Regions from separate parts of the Drosophila melanogaster genome. Here region 1 is linked to region 2. A link is a contact called in public Hi-C data. All regions are on one chromosome and are shown on one strand. The core of a region is the stretch at or near the end of the contact, and the rest is flanking DNA. Distances in the headings are between cores, read along the strand shown.

Region 1 (2,700 bases), core at 63-2,562, 48 kb after region 2:
TTTTATATTCTTTTCAGATTTTCGTGGGCGGACTTTTTGGCCGAGAACGGGCTTAGCTGAAGTGAAGCTGCAACTGAGACCGGGGATTTAGTTGGGCAGTTTTTAAAGCCACACACTCGAAGGGTTCGTGGCTCGTCGTGTATATCCTTTTTATACACACCAATGCACTTATTGGTTTACTTGTTTACATGGCAAGCTGCTCGTTTTCACACTCTTTCTTATTTGCTTTAACATTTTCGCATGCATATGCAAGCAGCCAGGACGAAATCGAGGACGAGCACGAGGACGTGGCGGAGGACCTGGTCCTGGACCCAAGAGTGCAGCCGCTTGTTGTTGCTCGTTGTCCTGCGGTGGCATTCCGTGTATGTATGGCATCTGTGCATATGTGTATGTGCATGTGTGTGTGTGTGTGCGTGTGTGGGAGCCCGCTTTAAGTGCGCCTGTATGCGTGGCAGTTGTTTGCAATGTTTTTACATCGAATGTTGATTGTACAAAACCACTGAACAAGAAAAATTAATTATACAAAAACGTCACCGCCAAACAGCTACCGAAACTGTTGACCCAATGGCGCTGGCGGGGGCGACGGTAGGGGCAGGAATACACAAGCAAAAAAGTTGTAAACAGAGCCTTCAAAATATTTTAAACCTTCCCTTTGCCTTCTAGCTTATTGTCGAAGCTTAAAATCATTGCAATCAGATAAAAATGTATCTATTTAAATTTTGTATAATTTGTAAAAAGTGATAGAATTATATGGCTTATGAAGTTTTGAAAGTGATTGCATAACCGCAGTAAATTCGGAGACATTTTACTTTTATTATATTGTTTCACATCATGTTTGTTTAATTACATCTCACAACCATTGGTTTTTGGTGCAGCATCTATTTTTGTTCTTTTCCTTCTTTTTTTGCCATGTGTAGAGAAAACCTTTGTTTTGATGCAATTTTCGTTTTGCGGCTCCAGATAAAACGAATTTATGCCTAACCAGGAGACAGCCAGACATGCACACAGTTCCGTCCATAGCCCACACATATATTTCATTATATTTATTTATTATTTAACGTGTTTCGCATTAGGCAGGCGGCACAGGGCATTGTCCATTTGCTGGCCAGCAACCGCAGTGTTTGAAACGAGTGTAATAAATCAGACCCAACTGGCAGGCGGGCCAGAAGCAGAAGAAGAACAAGAGTTTAGAATTGCAGCTGCTACTGCTTTTGCCGCTTTAGAATCAATTTATGCAAACGCCTCGCAATCAAATAATCCCTACGAATCGGTCGAAACAGCTTTTAAGCAAATGCCAAATCCTGTAGCATACTTTTAAGCGCTCGCTTAATGTGAGGAGAAGCCTGGTGAGTGGGTGGCCTGTGGGTGGTTGTGGGAGGTTGTGGGAGGTTGTGGGTGGATTTGGCATTGGCAAGTCAAAGACGTCGAATGCCGCGGGCTCTGTACGTGTTCAAGTGTGAAGCTGGCAGTGCCACGCCCCCGCAAAACGCCCCCAAATCGACGCTTACACTTATATTATGTACGAGTATTTTTTTGTTGTTCTTGTATAGCTGCTTTTTTCGCTATTTTTGTTTTGCGCGGAAACTGCGTTTTTGCATTTTTTCTATGGCATTGCATTTAGATGTTGTACTTGCGTATTTTTTGTGTGTTGGTGGGCGAGTCTATGTGTGTGTGTGTGGAGCTTTTGTTGCGGTGCTGCAGTGCAATTTTCCCGACCCACACCCCCTCCCCTTTTGTGTGTGAATCAAGCAAGTTTTTATTTCAAGCAGCCAGCGGAAGTGTGGCCCTTGTTGTTGCTCAGCTAAGAAGTGGAAACTGCTGAAGAACGGGCCGGGGTGGGGGGATAACTGAAGGAAAATCCTGGGGAAAATGGGGTGGCAAACGGTAGCCGCATTCACAGTCGCAGTTGCAGCTGAAGTTGGCTTCTGTGCAACATTGTGGCACATGGCAAACTGATGACAACGACAATAACTGTAATGAAACCGAGATAAGCCCTGGCCAACCAGGGAATCCCAGGGAACTTGCGGTCCCGACCCAATGATGATGCTGCGGGGCTCCACTGTACCATACGCACCATACCGAAAACCGCTGGACCTCCGCTGACACAAGCAAATCGCATGCTCATTTGTTGTGCCATTGTTGGTCGGTCGACGGGGCAAATTGTTGGAAATAGAGTTTTATGCCGGACCAGAGGCGATTATCGCGGTCATGGATTACAGAGTGCAAGGAGCATTATAAATGGAGCTTAGGGTTAGCTTACGCAGCGGGCAAAATGGATTCTCATTTGAGAAAAGGAAAGAAAAGCTGGCGGTTGAGAGTTTGTTTGCCACTTTAAATTGCATATAACGTTTAGTTATATAAAGCGGAATTAAAGAATAAAATCTCGTATCAATTAATTATAACTCAATTTTGCTCAATCACTTGAAAAATCTTGTAAAAATCATTTAAAAGTGATAAAAAGAACATAAACATTCATTGACAGTTTTAAAGGACTACTTGCTTATTTATAAATTTTTTAAACACCATTAATGGCGTTTCAAAAAACCTTATCGTTTCAAATCCACAACGATAAGTATTCAAACTTGTGAGAGGCTAGACAATGATTGATAGACTTTCCCATGATCTCAAAAAGTGTCTAATTTAATATTTAAATTGGTTTCTCAAGATTCAGTCATGCAAATCGATTAAACTCCACTCCCA
Region 2 (2,700 bases), core at 162-2,661:
CGAGTATGGCCAATGTGAGGGAACGGGTTCCGATGCGCTGGGTCCTCGAATGAATTGTGGGTGTATTTTTAATTCAATATTTCTACTCTTTCGCAGATATCTGTGTTTTCGGTGTACAAAGATTTCACAGTTGGCTCGCGTTCGCCCTCGGCACTTTCCTACTGAGACGGGAATGCGCCGGGAAATGGAAGCCGGGTATGGAAACCCTTGATCGATGGCACTGGTGGATCGGCGACAGAAACAATAACAACAATAATAGCTAATAAAGAACCGTACTTGTAATAGCGAAGTAAATAATGTTAGTTGAAATGTTGCTACTGGAAACGGCACACCCATAATACCCATGCATACTATACTATATACTATACTATACAATACAATACTTTAAAACACTATACTGCTATATACAGTAGTGTATAGAAAGTTATATACATACATACATGCATACAACTAGTTTAATGTACACAATCAACATTCATGTTAAATTACGACTACGCAGAACCTGAGTTCATCGCTTCACGTCACTCCAATTATGCATCAAAATGCATCTAAATAGCATTAGGCTGAGAATTGAGAACAGAGAACGTTTGTGAAAACCAATTGTGTTTGTATGTGTAACAAAATGAAATTGCTAGATAATTATAGTTTATTCGTACATGTAATTTAATGTAATGTAATACCATGGCCCTTATTTATGTTTGCTACGATGCAACAAAATCCACCAAGTCAGCAGTCAATCGGTACTTAAAGTCGGTACTTACAACGTTTATACCCCCTAACACAGCCCCCTATATACATACATACTTAGGTGCACACGGAAGGGGCATCTACATCGGCATTTACATGATATTGTTGTAATAAACCAAACCGAAATGTGAACAGAATTTTTAATTGTACTAAACTAAACACCGTTTTGTATTCGTATTCGTAATTGTATATCCGTAATTGTATTTCGCGTACTCGTTAATGGTTAATGGTTAAGAGCGCCCAATCCTAATCTAATCCAAAGTCATTTGTATCAACGGCCTTTACTTCTCGTTTACTTTATACATCTACCAGGGAGTTTATAAAGATATAGAAAGTTATTGAATGAGATGCAACGAAAACAATTACCACTGTACTTATTGAATATTGCAATTGCCTAAGCACCCCACTAAATGCATGGGAAGAGAAGACAACTATTTATGTAATCACTAAGCGTACTTACTGTCCACATTCATTTACTTGTTGTTGAATAAAAATTACCTTTTACCAAATGCCATGCATTTTGAAAAACGAACTTTCAATTGCGCGCGCCAAATGCTCGACGACTGCGATCGATAGCAGCGCGGACGATGACGATAACGATAAGTGATAGCCAAGTGGCTCGACAACGATCGTTTCGGTTTCGGCCACTTTTGTTTATGACCAACAAACAGTTTCCAGTCAGCAGGCAAGCCCAAAGGTTTGCTCACAAAAAAGTGCCAAATTTTCCTGGTAAGCATCGAACGATATAGATATTACGACTTTCGGGCTTCTAGATAGACAGGTGCCATTTATTGGTCGAGTGTTTACAAGTTTAAAATGGCCAGGCCAAAATGCCAAAAAAAAATCGTGTGTGTTGACGTGCATGTCGAAATAGACGCGGAAACCAGTTCGCGGTAATTGTTTTGATGCTGTGTTGTAATCTGTAAGACCGCCCAGCGAAAACATTAGCACATTGAGCCATGTTTCCCTTTGTTGAGATTGCTGCCGTATATTGTATCTTGTAAGTTGCTGTTGCTTTGGCCGATGGCCATGTTGCTGCTGCAAATGTGGCTGTTGCAGATGTTGCTGCTGTCACCATTAGTATCTTATTATTTTTAATGTCTTTTTGAGTCTGCTCAACGGCCTTAGTTACTGGACGGGGTCTAATAAATTCATTCAAAACAAAAGTTGACCGTGGCCAAGTAACACACTAAGGGGAAGTAGAAATCGAAAGCTATAGAGCGACAATGATTTATATACGAATTTTCATCAGATTTCCTCTACAACGGAAACTAGCTGCTCACTATATCTTCAATATATCCGTCTAAATGTGCGAACAGCATTCAAACTTTGCTTATATTATAAATTATAAAGTTAACAGTCATTTTTGGCACTTTAAAAGTGCGAATGCCATTAATACGAACAGAATTAAGGTCGCGTTGCATTAGAAGGTAACCGAAAATAATGATTTAATTAGTAAGTTTATTTATTTTTACTAAGCTCTAGGCCATTAAGAAATAATTGTTACTTAATTACAGCTTTGAAAGTTATTTTCAGATTTTATTTTAAATTAATAAAAAGTATTTGCTGTAATCAAGGAATATATGTAGCTCTATATACTATAAGATACAAACTAGTAAGTTGGTTACTCATATTTACATTTATGCAAATAAATAGTAGTTAAAACCCATTTTGATAAGGTGAAAGCCAGTTTATATTACACAGACTATAAAAAGCAAATAATTGAAGTAATCATGGGAATTTGGATTACACAAACTAACTATAACTATAAGTAAACATATAGGTAATATAAAAGTGGCCGCCTTTATTAGCGCCGCGGAGCGTCACGTAAGCCGAGCATTTGAAAAACCGCCGAGTCACTTGGAAACCTGCTCCGCTGACCCTCGAAGAAGGTCGCCGGCTGGTGATGAGCCAGTTTATGTGTGTGATGTCCAAGTGGCCGGGCTGGTCCAA

The links. A called contact is a pair of places that touch in the nucleus more often than the background predicts.
Region 1: a Hi-C map of the Kc167 cell line shows a contact between it and region 2, with 2.1 times the contacts expected there. A contact is called at or near these places in 61 of 107 Hi-C or Micro-C datasets (the Kc167 cell line, the ML-DmBG3-c2 cell line, the OSC cell line and 22 more) and 1 of 7 datasets of targeted methods (the Kc167 cell line).

The regions. Positions count from the first base shown.
Region 1 is chr3L:17,101,804-17,104,503 of dm6, forward strand. All of the region lies in intron 7 of Rbp6 (RNA-binding protein 6), which reads right to left. Among named protein-coding and RNA genes, the nearest start is that of CG7724, 48 kb to the left of the region's middle.
Region 2 is chr3L:17,054,202-17,056,901 of dm6, forward strand. It overlaps CG7724, which reads left to right and starts at 1,412. Exons shown (of 4, transcript NM_140700.3): 1 at 1,412-1,476. rogdi (rogdi,) reads left to right here. Exons shown (of 8, transcript NM_168717.2): 8 at 97-1,253. The coding sequence ends at 165.